Regions from separate parts of the Mus musculus genome. Here all the other regions are linked to region 2. The links are chromatin contacts, called in public Hi-C and HiCAR-type maps. All regions are on one chromosome and are shown on one strand. Each heading gives the region's core, a stretch centred on a gene start, on an enhancer-like site or on the middle of the called end of the contact. The rest is flanking DNA. Distances are from core to core; before and after follow the strand shown. Region 1 overlaps Gm35835 (a long non-coding RNA gene). Region 2 overlaps Mir100hg (Mir100 Mirlet7a-2 Mir125b-1 cluster host gene). Region 3 has its middle 66 kb from the start of Gm25401.

Region 1 (4,334 bases), core at 1,264-3,763, 230 kb after region 2:
AAACAATTGTATCCACCAGCATTTTTCCTTATTTTAAAATGTGTCTGGTTCTTTGCAGTACCTTGCATGTATGCATTAATTTTAGAATCTGATTTTCACAAAGAAAAATACTATTAGGGTTCTTAATCAGCCTATGCGCAATCTGCAACGCAGTCTATGGAGATCAACTCATTGCAATCTTCCAATTCTTCATCATGGCACACCTCTCCACTGGAAAGAGGGTTTGTGGTTCTTGTTGGTAAGATGTAATCCCTTCACTCCATTTTTGTCAAAGCATTAGTCTTTTAGTGTTTTTACTGTTATTCACTTCCTTTAGTACTGTTTTAAAAATATGTATTACATGGGTTCTTGTGTGTAGATGCCTATGGAGTTCAGAAGAGGACATCAGATGTCCCAGGACTAGAGTTCCAGATGGTTGTGAGCCACCATGCCGGTGGTAGAAACCATGTGGTACAAGTGCTCTTAACCACTGAGCCCCACTTTTTTTTAATTAGGTATATCCTTCATTTACATTTCCAATGCTATCCCAAAAGTCCCCCATAGCCCCCCACTCAACTACCCACCCACTCCCACTTCTTGGCCCTGGCATTCACCTGTACTGAGGCATATAAAGTTTGCACGACTAATGGGCCTCTCTTTCCACTGATGGCCGACTAGGCCATCTTCTGATACATATGCAGCTAGAGACAAGAGCTCCGGGGGTACTGGTTAGTTCATATTGTTGTTCCACCTATAGGGTTGCAGATACCTTTAGCTCCTGGGTACTTTCTCTAGCTCCTCCACTGGGGGCCCTGTGATCCATCCAATAGCTGACTGTGAGCATCCACTTCTGTGTTTGCTAGGCCCTGGCATAGCCTCACAAGAGACTGAGCCCCACTTTTAAACCCCAGCTCACACTTTCTTTTGAGGGAATGACAGTTTATTTAAGGTTACAGTGTAGAGAATCTAGTGTAGGGGATGCATGATATTGGAAGCACAAGGTGTCTGCTCACATTGGGCCCACTGGAAGGTAGCAGAAACTTACTTGTTCTTACATACTTTTGAATCAGTTTACTTCTCTTGGGTATGTTGTGATTATTTTTTTTCTTCACAGCTCCTAGCCCTCTGACCTTTAACCCACAGTCCTTGTCCCTGTATCTCTGATGACTTGGCAGTTACATGTTTCTTTGATTTGAGTATGAAAGTATTTTTTGTGATAGATGAGGCTGGGAACTTTGTTAGTAATGAGGCTGGGGCTACCACCCAACTCTATTCAGGGCAAAGTCTGTTACTGAAAGGAACAAATATTAGGGTAATTATTAGGAACCCCTACTCTTTCATATTTATGTAATAGCCTCCATTTTTTGCTAGCACTGTATTACAGTAGCCTCACTTATGTTGGTTGTGAAGTCTTTTGAAACAAGAAGCTCAGGACAGAACACATTAAAACCCACCCAACAAACTCCATCACTGTTAACTCCTGAGGAAACTGCTTTCTGTTGGGAAAGACCTTGCACACAGAGCATTTTCTGCTCTGCTGTTTTTCTTTCTTTTCTCCTTCCCTGATCTCCTGCCACCTTCCTAATATATTCAGGTCACACCAAGACCCTGAACAATGACTGCTTACAAAAAGCAGTTGGAAGCCTTGACTAGGAAGATAAGACAAGGCAGGAGACATGGAGTGAGAGCAGGGTAGGAGTAAGGCCAACTCAGGGGTCCTAGGAGCTGGATGTTAAAAGAAACCCAGAGATCCAGAAACAAGACAACAACAACAACAGAGTTTATGGGAACTCCATGTTAGGGAGGAAGTCAAGAATGTAGCCTGGTAGCTACAGTATCAACTCCAGGGCCCTGTGAGTGAGTGCTTGGGTCAGTTGGTTCTGAATTTCAGAGAAAATCTAGACTGCTATGTATGGATGCAGGGCCACCATTTGGTACAATTCTTAGGAGCATCTGTGTGTGTGTGTGTGTGTGTGTGTGTGTGTGTGTACATACTATTATGAAGTCTAGGTTCGTAATATTAGTAAGTTGATTTGAGCCTTTAAAATGTTAAAGATAAAAGACAGAGAGATTTCTGCTAGGAACTCTTGCTGGCTGCGGAACATGCTAAGTGAACAGTGTCGAAACATACACTAAGCTTTGTCCTCCTGGAGCGATGTCGTATTAGTGGCCATCAAAGCAGCGAGCTGACAGGCCTAACTTTCCCGTGGAGATGTTGTGAAAGGGGCGATTTGGGAAATGAGTGGGCTCGCTGGCCCCCATCAGTGTTCAATGTGCTACCCGGGAGCCAAAGCACCAGCCGTCGTAATTGCTGCATTTGTTTAGGGAGGTGCGTTCCCAGGCAGCGGAGCCTCATTTCAGCGCACATGCCTCTAATTTGATGTTTTTAAATTCAGCTCCAAGACTGTCGTCAGGCGCTTGTCCCCCTCTTTCCTTTAACACTGACCACCTTGTTCCCCTTTCTCCCATGAACAGAGGCAAGCAGTGTGTATTGAAAGCCAACAGCCTTTGTGTGGCTTGAGAAATCTGAGGCTGACATCTCCAGGCCCTTTTTGTCTCTCTCGCCTCTCTCGGGCCTGTGACCTGCCAACCGGGTTTGGCTCTCCCAGGCTTTCGTCATGTTGCATATCGATTGCTTTCCTTTCCTTTATTTGTAAGATGCTAAACGACAGACCCTGCTGCACAGTGACAGTGGCTTTGGGCTGTGAGTAGGTCAGCCAACATCCCTAGGTGCTCAGGTTCAGTGACACTTCGCTGGCTTAGCTGCTGTGACATCAGCAGCTCCTAAAGGACCCGATTGATTTCTTCCAGATTGCTGTTCTAAACTCTCAGATTCTTCTGGGATTTCACTCTGCCTTTTTGAATGTGTTCTCTCTCTCTCTCTCTCTCTCTCTCTCTCTCTCTCTCTCTCTCTCTCTCTCTCTCTCTCTCTCTCTGTCTTTCTCTCTGCTTCTTTCCTTTCTTAGACCTTGTGATCCTTAGGTACTGGGCTTACTAATTACCCCCAATGCTGGCACCTGACAGCAGGTGGTCACCATTCTGTTAATTATGTCCCGGGGCTTAGAGAGGCTCTTCTAATGACATCTAATCATCTACCTTCGACTATTGGGCTGAGAGCAGGTTGCAGGCACACTCTCTTTCCCTGAGCTCTTTGAATTTATTCTTACGGTCTAGCACCATGCCTGAGAGGTAGATGATAGACTTGCCGAGCACCAGGTTCCTTCTCTTGTGGCTGGGGAGTAATCATGGCCTAAATGCAGGGAACTGGATCGACACAGAGTTGATTTACTAGTCAAACAAGCCAGCTTCAGAAAGTGTAAGCCAGAGATCGGCAAAAGATTAAGACTCTAGTCCCCCTCAATCCACAGGGTCATTTAGCACAGATCTGCCACTTTCCACAGTCCAATGTAGAAAGTAGAAGGAGATGTGTTTAATTCTTCCACAGGGGAGTAAAGAAGACTGCTGTATAACGTGTGCAAGGCCTGGGCTGCCAGAAAAGTCAGTGTAAATCCTTGTAGTGCTCTTCCCATGAACGAATGGGCCTCTGCCTTTCATCCAGAAAACAGGGAAAATATCCCTTTTGAGCTTGTTTGAAGTGCAGCCAAGAGAATTAATTGTGCATTATTTCCAGAAGGTTTGGTATGCCATGGAGGCAGGTACTGTGTGCATATATGTGTACAGACAAAGGTAGATAGCTATAGCGATAAGCCTTCACTGACTGCTTCAAGACACGGACACTGAAAGAAATGAATTATGGGTAAGGGGAACTGTCAGGTAGGGAGTATTGGTCAATTTTCAGGAACTTTAAAGCAACTGTGATGGATGTGGAAAGAGAGATCGATGGAGAACTATCAATAGGGATTTCACTGTGAAGATGTCATTGCCACCGGCTCACTAGTCCCTCCAATGACCGCAATCTGAGCAAATTAAAAGGGGGAGCATTATTTCTCATGTAACAGTGGAAATAATAAATCAATCACATACTCTCACAACTGAGGAGATCAGTCTCGGAGGTCAGGGACAGATAATATTGTTCTGGGTGAATGTCAGAGGTGTCTTACCTGATCAACAATCATGATCATAGCTTTGGTGTGCCATTGCAGATGAGCCTAACAACACTCTTTACGATAGACAACCAGACCAAGTTCCCTTTCCATATGAGAGGTGATACTCAGAGTCAGACTGTATACAATGGCCTAGAAGCGTGCAGGTGTAATCCTGGCTTATTGTTCCGAGGGTAGATTGTGTCTGCCTGTCCTCATCCTTCAGGAAACCCTCTTTTTGTTGGTGCCCCACCCCCCCATGGCTTGATGCTTGCATGTCTGTTCTCCTCGGTAAAACTTTAGCCCTGAGTC
Region 2 (4,353 bases), core at 641-3,140:
CCACCTTAGCCTGTAGAGTGTTGGGATTACAGGTGTACCTCTGTGTCTGTCTCAAACTTCATCTAAAAAATTCTTTGCTATTTGTCTATCAAAAGGGAAAGGTGGCCCCGAGATCTCAAATGCTCATTTCCAATTTAATTCCTTAAATAAAGCTGACTTTGTAGAATGGCTGACTTCTGCAGTTACTCTGATAAGCGTGAGGCACATGACCAGCAATTGTTTTTTGAAATTAGAAGGGAAAAAATAAAACTCAGAAATATATGCATAAAAGAGACTTGAGATAAACGCAAGTCAGAACTTCCTGAGAGCAAAGGTTACATGATACTCTTGGGAAAGAGAAGAAGTGAGTGGCTGTGCCAGCAAGAGCCCTCGAGCGAGGGGGCACATTCATTTTGCTCAGTAAGCACTTACTAAATTCCTGCTCTGTGTTAGCACTGGGAGGTGCTGGTGTTAAGTACAGCAACTGACCACTGGGAACATAGAGGACAAGCAGACAATTTCCATATACTTTTTTTAAATGGCTGGGAGAGAGCATGATGTCCAGATAAATACACACATCCAGAGGACTGCAGTGATTGGTTGACCTACAACTGCCTTGATTTGAGAAGTCCTTTCAGCTCTTTTCTAGAATGGGATGCTGACTTATAGATCATGTCATCCAACCTTGATGACTTCAAGAGTCTCTGTTTTCTGCTTCTTGGTTTGCTTGTGTCCTTCACACAACAGCCTTCTGTGTATTAGGAGAGAGAGAGCAAAGCAGGTAATCCTGTTTGTCTGCATCCAAGGAATGTGGTCCTTGAAGCATCTTTGAAGCTGGACACCTAGACCAGGAACTCTCCTTGCAAGTCAACATGACATGGAGAGGAAGGAGGGACCCACAACCAGGCTGCTGCTCAGATGAAGCACATGGTAGCTACTCTGAGTTCCAACAGGTCATTTGGCAGGTAGGAAATTAGAGGCTAAAGGACAGGGAGCCACCTGTAAATCTTGGGGAATAACTCACTTCCATGTTCTAGCCTGTATCTGCTCAGACTAGGAACCTCTGAGGGGTATATCCTCCCTCCCCAAAGAGGCACCTTTAAGACTGGGCAGGATGGTGGTGGTGATGGATCAGCCAGTAAAATGCTTTCCTTGCCAGCTTAAGGGTCTGAGTTCGATTCCCAGGATCCACGTAAAAATGTTGGGTGTGGTGGTAGAGGCTCACAACCTCAACTCGAGGGAGGCAGAAGCAGGACGATCTCCAAAGTTCACTGGCCAGCTTAGCCTAAGGAGAAATCCTGTCTTAAAGGGAGTGGCTTAAATTCCCAAGGATGACTTTGGTCTATGTACACAGCACATCTGCATCCTCATGTGCACATGCACCAATACATATACATATGAAAACACACACACACACACACACACACACACACACACACACACACACACACACACACACACACACACACACAATTTTAAAGAGGCACTTGGCAATAGCAAGCCAGTTAGTAATGGCCTGTTTCGATTGAATACCCTGCCAAATGGATTGGCATTAGAGAGGTGGTGCTTCCAGCCTCCTCGGGGGACGTTATTCAATCTATTCTATGGCAGCTGGTGTCCTTGTTGCCCTGGACCGTGGTCAGAAAAAGAAATAGAGGGAGAAACAAAGATTGTGGAGTGGCTGCAGACCCAAGCCCTCCAGGCCCACTTGCCCAGGGCGGGGCCCAGAGGGTTAGTGCCAGGCTCTGTGTGGCTTCTCCACCCCTTCCCAGGCCCCTCAGAGCATCTGCTGGCTTTCAGAGTTGCAGTCACCCTGAATGGGTCTTTGTGTGTGCCCCAGGAGCTGGCTCAGAGGAGCCCTGTTGAAATGCTTTAGCGATGTCTCCTCAGGACCAGGCGTAACCCGGCATGGTGCCCATCTTGTGAGGGCAGGCCTTTCTGGTGCTGTTCCTTGCTTTCACTCTGAGAGCAAGCCTGACCTGGAGACATATTCTGTACTCCTGAAAATGGATATCATAGGCAGGCTGTGGGGGTGACTGATATTTCTCTCTCTCTCTCTCTCTCTCTCTCTCTCTCTCTCTCTCTCTCTCTCTCTGTCTCTCTCTCTCTCTCCTCCCTCCCTCTCTTCCTTCTTCCCTCCCTCTATCTGTCCTTCTCTCCTTCTCCCCCTTCCCCTCTGTCTCTGCCTCCTTTCCTCTCTCCCTTCCTCCCTCTCTCCCTACCCTGTCTCACTCTGTCTATCTATGTCTGTCTACCCTTCTCCCTCCCTCTCTGTCTGTCTGTCTGTGTCTCTGTGTCTGTCTCTCTGTTCTCCTCTCCTCTCCTCTCCTCTCCTCTCCTCTCCTCTCCTCTCCTCTCCTCTCCTCTCCTCTCCTCTCCTCTCCTCCTCTCCTCTCCTCTCCTCTCCTCTCCTCTCTCTGCTTTCTGCCATCCATACATGGCCATGGTAATATTCACAAGAGGGGCAGAGCCATCTTTGGCTGTTTCAGTGCTGTCCAGGTCCTGTGTTGATAGTTCAGTACTATTCCTTTCACCTTTCTCAGTCATTCTCTGAGATGCACCAATTTTACAGCTTCCACTCTATGGGTGGAGAAGCCAAAGTTTAGACGTGGGTAATCAGAGTACCAGGGAATTCTGAGCGGAAACTTAAAGACAGAATTGGTTGGATATGTGAGTCTCCCGCTTTTTACAGGGTTTGAGGCATCTCTTGCCAGACACACTCTGAGAGATCCCTCTACTCCTGGGTGCTGGGAGCAGCAGAGGCTAAGTGTGAGAACACGTAGACAGGCTTGTGCTCACTTGGGTCCCTTTGTGCTTGCATGGCCATCCCTTGTGCTTTGGGTCATAGTGAGACTCACTGTACATGATAGAAGGAACTACAGACATAGAAGAAAACTCTTGTGGACAACTGCATCATCAGACTTTGACTTAAGAATCTTATTGCTACTAAGTCCAACAAACCAGGGAGCTCAAAAACACAAATGGTACCAAAGACCACAGCTCAGGGCTCTTTCCTCATTGCTGATGATGGTGGTCACTGCCCTGTCACTGCCCACACAGTTTAATGTCCTCTCTTGTAATGTAGTTAGTGAGGGGTCCTTCCAGACACCTGGACCTGAGATTTCCCTGGTCAGACAGGAATCTTCCTTTTGCTTCCTTTTTTCTTAGTAGATTAAAGGAGTGGTTGATGGTGATGTCATCTTCCCCCTGCCTATCTTCTCTTGTATGTGACAGGCCCAGTGCTGGAGAGGTATAAAGCTCTAAGCACAACCTTTTTTTTTTCCATTTTTTATTAGGTATTTAGCTCATTTACATTTCCAATGCTATACCAAAAGTCCCCCATACCCACCCACCCCCTCTCCCCTACCCACCCACTCCCCCTTTTTGGCCCTGGCGTTCCCCTGTACTGGGGCATATAAAGTTTGCGTGTCCAATGGGCCTCTCTTTCCAGTGATGGCCGACTAGGCCATCTTTTGATACATATGCAGCTAGAGTCAAGAGCTCCGGGGTACTGGTTAGTTCATAATGTTTTTCCGCCTATAGAGTTGCAGATCCCTTTAGCTCCTTGGGTAATTTCTCTAGCTCCTCCATTGGGAGCCCTGAAGCACAACCTTTTAAAGGACAAAATCACTGATCATAGCTGAGCCAAATAGGCAGCTGTGAAGGCCTGTGTCTCACAGGAAACCAAAACAGCATCAGAAATTCGAGCAAAAGCGGACATTCTTAGTTAGCTGTGCGCTTTGGTAAGGTGCTGTTGGCCATCTTGAATTTCTTTCCTTTCTTCTCCACTCCCTACTATTTTCTTCTCTTCTGTGGCCCCTTCTTTTCTTTCTTTGAGACAGAGTCCTTTTACATTGCTGATGCTGGTCTTGACATCCTGGGCTCAGGATCTTTCTTCTATAGTAGCTTGGACAATGGGTACATGCCACCATGCTTGGCTTTTGTCTTTTCTTTATATAAAAATTGAGTTTCTCATCTCTTTGACTATTGGCCATAGAGCCATCTTTCTGGAAAAGGAGGAATGTCCTTGACTGTGAAAAGGATATTCAGCTTTTAAAAGTTAGCATGGAGTTGGTGGTATTTTGTATGCTAAGCAACTGTTCTACCACAGACCTACATTTTCAGTCAGGGGAGGCCTTTAACATCAATCTTTAATATACAACAAAAAAGAAACTCAGGAGAATTGAATCTCCAGTTGCACCTGGTTTAATGTGCTCTGCCTTTCAATGCATACAATGCCAGAAATAGCAGTACTGGCCTGATGGATTTAAGGATCATTTAATGTATCATCCTACAATGAGCTTTCTGTTGCTCCATAGTTCTCTCTGGTGTCTAGAGGTCTTTACCTAAGTATACTTTTCTATTATAGCACCA
Region 3 (4,139 bases), core at 1,007-3,506, 190 kb before region 2:
ATGGAGCTTCTGACTGGTAGGAAATCAACAGTTGCCCGAGAGATCTTTCTAGTTACATGTGAGTGCATGTAGCTGCTGACTTTGTGTGATAAGTACCAGCCAATCTTCAAACACTTGTGGGTAACACTCATTGTCCAGCCAACTTTAGCTAAAGCCAAGAATCTTGTCCCCATATCCACAGCTGGTTGTTTACTATTTCTGCCATTCTACACAGTAATCACTTTCCTATAGACGTAACCTGTTCTTTTCAAACATCTAGAAAACTGAGGTTTCTGTGCTCAACAGCTACAACAGAGACACAAATGATTTCGTTTCTCAGAAACACGTGACACCAACAACAGGTGAGGTGGTGCAGCTTCAGCCAATGTGCTTTTCCTGCAGTGGGAGAGTAAGCATAGAGGGAGATGACTGAGAGATATGTGGAGCCCGGATGCTAGAAGATACTTCCCATGGAGAGGCTTCAGGATGGGCTGAGTCCAGGCAAAAAGGTCATGCTATCTCTTTGTTTTTACTATGACAGACCCAGTCACTCACCAGCCTACCTTTAACTGGTGGTTTCTAAAAAGCTCCTCCAGGTAACATCTTTGGGTATGGTTTGAATAGGGAATGGTAGATGGAACTTGGCTAGTGTGTTTGGTCACAAACTTGAGACACCCAAGAAGAGGAAACCTCACTTGAGGAATTGCCTCCACCAAATTGGCTGGTTATGTGTCTGTGGGAATATATATATTTTTGATTGTTAATTGATGGAAGGTAGTGGTGGCGGGGCTAGTTCTCTGTGGGCCATGCTACCCTTGGGCAGGTGGTCCTGGGTATAAGATAGGGAGCTGGAGGTGATCTTGGAAGCAAGCCAGTTTAAGCAGCATTCATTATGGGTTCTGCTTCTGGTTCCCTCATGATGGATTGTATAGTTTATGATAAAGTGAACCACCTTTCTCCCCAAGTTGCATTTGGTCAGTATTTTATTACAGCAACAGAAAGCAAACCAGGACAGCTAGTAAGACAGGGAGGAATAGAGGCCATTGGTGGGAGGTAGGGTGGATGGGGACTTTCCATGTAAGATACTTTGGAATGTGGGAGCAAATAATTTATTACCCAAACCTCTAGCTCCCTGGACACATTGCTGTTGGCATGTGTCTTATTTAAAATAAAAACAGAAGAAGAAGAAGAAGAAGAAGAAGAAGAAGAAGAAGAAGAAGAAGAAGAAGAAGAAGAAGAAGAAGGAGGAGGAGGAGGAGGAGGAGGAGGAGGAGGAGGAGGAAGAGGAAGAGGAAGAGGAAGAGGAAGAGGAAGAGGAAGAGGAGGAAGGAAGAAGAGTAAGAAGAGTAGTTCTTGTTTCTTAGAAAAAACTGTGAAGCCAATCCAGGGCATTCAAATACTGCAGTGGGAATGGAAAGGAAGGAAAAAAATGTATTTGGTGAGAATTCAGAGGCTGCTAATTGTCTTTATTGAAATAATACTGAATTAACAACTCAGAAAAGTTAGAAGACATCTTCTTTAGGAGGAGGAGGAAGAGAAAGGGGGAGGAGGAGGAAGGGGGAGGAGGAGAAAGTCCTTGTAAACAGCATAGAAAAATACTATTTGCAAATTTTGCTTTCCTCATCTCAAAACAAAGCAACCGGTGCGTGCTGTGGAGACTCTTAAACACGCTGTCCGCTTTCCTCTTGTGGTTCTAAAATCCTGAAAGTGCCACGCAGTCAGTCTACTCCAGGTCCCAGTCTGCCCTCTCCCCACAACGGGCCCCCACCCCCACTTCCTTTCCACAACAAACACTTTTGCAACCCTTTCTCTGATGAATGGCCAGAAAAGAGATACTGGATGAGAACAATTAGAAACTTTAATGACCCTTCAGGCAGCACACAATTATAAACCACATTCTTATTTTTATAAGGAATTAGCTACAGATTGGGCAGCTAGCTGCCCCTGTCATGCCTTGAAATATTTCTTCTCTTCCTGGCAGAGTTGAGCATGCTGGCACCTCTCTCTCTCTCTCTCTCTCTCTCTCTCTCTCTCTCTCTCTCTCTCTCTCTCTCTCTCTCTCTCTCTCTCCCTCTCCCTTACTCATATATATATATATATATACATATACATATATACACGCGGACTTGCCAATTCCAGCACCTTCAAATGTATTATCCCGTCCTTTCGTCTCCAAGATGACCTGAAATGACCTTTTGCTTGGCAGGAGACGTGACTCAACTGATAATAAAAGAGTTTTGAAGGGGGCGGGGAATGATGGCTAAGGAGGGAGGGGGGGGGTGGCTGTCTGGTCCTGGTTGCTGAGCTGCAAGGCAGTCAGGGAGGGACATGGAAGAGCAGGAAGGGGCCAGATCTCTAATACTGCCATATTTTTTGGCTACGGTATTTTCTGTTATTAATTTACTACATATCACCTATTGCACGAAGGGAGAAGAAAGATTTTTACCCCGCTAAGGCACACCAGTCTCTTTGTTTAACCCGGACCCGAGGCTGCTCAGCCATGACCACTGGGAGGGAGGGAGGGAGGGATGGGGGCGGGGCCGATGTCTGGGCATCCCCCTGCATCGAGGCCCCAGCTCTCCCCCTGGACGTGGGGTCCCAGCCCTGCAGCTTTCCTTCTGTAAGGCTTTGCAGCTGCGAGCACCTTCGCAGAGTAATATGGCTAGCTAACATTGCCCGGTGCGATTCTATTTCACACCAGCAGCCTTAGAGGGGCGTGGGCTTTTCCCAGAATCTTGATTTCTTTGTTGTTTAGGAAAGGCTCAAATTTTCACAAATCCCAGAGAACTCCAAGTAGGCGTCTCAGATAGATTTTAACGACTGGATCCCCCTCGCCTCCACCGACCCCACCCTGCACCGACTTAAGAAGGGAAGGAGACAAAAAAGAACTATTATCTAGGAACTCTGCGAGGTGGCAGGAGCTGCTACAGCCGCATCGCTGGACCTCCCCTAGACTGATGCTCTCTTTTGTAAAGTGCTGTTTTCCCAGCGACTCCCTCTTACAAAGGACATCTTGAGGCACACTGTATAAATTTGGGGTGTGTACACTTTGGCGAATCATCTGCACACCGACAGGGACAAAGGGGAGGGTTTCGGTAGGTGGTTTGCCGGGTGCTTTCAGTCAACTTAAGTAGGCGAGTTGTCCCTGGAGTAAAAATTGGATTTTAGCCACCTGAGCCGAACTTAGTGAGCTGCTTGTGTGTGCAAATGCTTGTGAAGTCCTCACACCAGGCATGGAGTACTCTGGTCCTTTCAGATCATGGAAGCACCTGCTGGAAAGTTGGCAGGGCTGATTCCTCAAGTTCCTTGTCCACAGGAGAGAGATGCTCTTGGCTGAGAGACAGGTACTCTGGGAAGTGCTGCACAGGTTTCTTCCCAATGTAAGAGAATTCACATCTCCTGGCTTTCGTCATTCATTCATTCATTCATTCATTCATTCATTCATTCATTCATTCATTCATTCATCTGCTCAATCAATCATTCATTTATCACAGATACCTTTGTGTTTCAGTGTTAGTCGCCACCAGTGAAAAAGTGCAATCAAAAAATACATTCAGGTTTGCCCTAAAGGAGTTTGTAATGAATATGTGAAACACAAACAAACCGACTTTTAAAGACAAACAAAGGAATGATGCTGTGGTTTTGTAGAAGGAGCACTGCTACCCACGTGACTTCCATTCAGTATCGCCCCTCCCACTCCAGCCCCAAGGATTTCTCTGTGGAGCCCAGTCCTGGAACTCACTCTGTAGTTGGTCTGGAATTTTGAGATCTTCCTGCCTCTGCCTCCAGAGTGCTGGGATTAAAGGTGTGCCCCACTGCCACCCATATTCAGTAATTTTTAATGCTTACATCTCTGTTCCATCCACCAACCAACATGCCTCCCCTTAGTTCCCCCCCCCCAAAAAAAGCCTCTGAAGAGATGGGTGTCAGGGAGCTGGCTGCACGAGGTGCATTGTGGGACATTATGGAAGGTGGTGTTAATTATTATAACTTTTAATCGACTTTGAACTGATAAAGTAGGTGGTTGACTTTTTTATGTCTAGGGTGGATCAAAGGTGGCATTATGAGGTTGATGATTTTTTTCTTCCTTTCTCTATTTTGTTTTTGTTTATTAATTGTGTGTGTGCGTGTGCATGGGTGCATGTGTGTACTTGCTTTAA

Evidence for each region. Hi-C and Micro-C count contacts between places; a contact is called where the count stands out from the background. HiCAR-type assays count read pairs that join an accessible place to other places.
Region 1: a contact with region 2 is called in a HiCAR-type map of astrocytes, with 2.1 times the contacts expected there. The contact joins two enhancer-like sites. A contact is called at or near these places in 3 of 484 Hi-C or Micro-C datasets (astrocytes and neural progenitor cells) and 2 of 115 datasets of contacts at active chromatin or transcription factors (both in astrocytes).
Region 3: a contact with region 2 is called in a Hi-C map of cerebral cortex, with 1.9 times the contacts expected there. The contact joins two enhancer-like sites. A contact is called at or near these places in 1 of 15 datasets of contacts at CTCF or cohesin (the NIH/3T3 cell line), 4 of 484 Hi-C or Micro-C datasets (the HL-1 cell line, cerebral cortex, embryonic stem cells and 1 more), 4 of 115 datasets of contacts at active chromatin or transcription factors (double positive thymocytes, forebrain, heart atrium and 1 more) and 1 of 9 other capture datasets (embryonic stem cells).

Annotation. Positions count from the first base shown.
Region 1 is chr9:41,695,713-41,700,046 of GRCm38.p6, forward strand. The region is part of intron 2 of Gm35835 (a long non-coding RNA gene); the gene reads right to left. Among named protein-coding and RNA genes, the nearest start is that of Gm35835, 40 kb to the right of the region's middle. Within about 2 kb of position 2,514, at least 53 of the 459 cell types and tissues checked have an H3K27ac peak or open chromatin away from gene starts, as enhancers often do. A contact at or near this core is called in astrocytes, where this site is marked.
Region 2 is chr9:41,462,706-41,467,058 of GRCm38.p6, forward strand. The region is part of intron 3 of Mir100hg (Mir100 Mirlet7a-2 Mir125b-1 cluster host gene); the gene reads left to right. Among named protein-coding and RNA genes, the nearest start is that of Mir100, 67 kb to the right of the region's middle. Within about 2 kb of position 1,891, at least 76 of the 459 cell types and tissues checked have an H3K27ac peak or open chromatin away from gene starts, as enhancers often do. A contact at or near this core is called in astrocytes, cerebral cortex and forebrain, where this site is marked.
Region 3 is chr9:41,271,040-41,275,178 of GRCm38.p6, forward strand. No RefSeq gene overlaps it. Among named protein-coding and RNA genes, the nearest start is that of Gm25401, 66 kb to the right of the region's middle. Within about 2 kb of position 2,257, at least 110 of the 459 cell types and tissues checked have an H3K27ac peak or open chromatin away from gene starts, as enhancers often do. A contact at or near this core is called in cerebral cortex and forebrain, where this site is marked.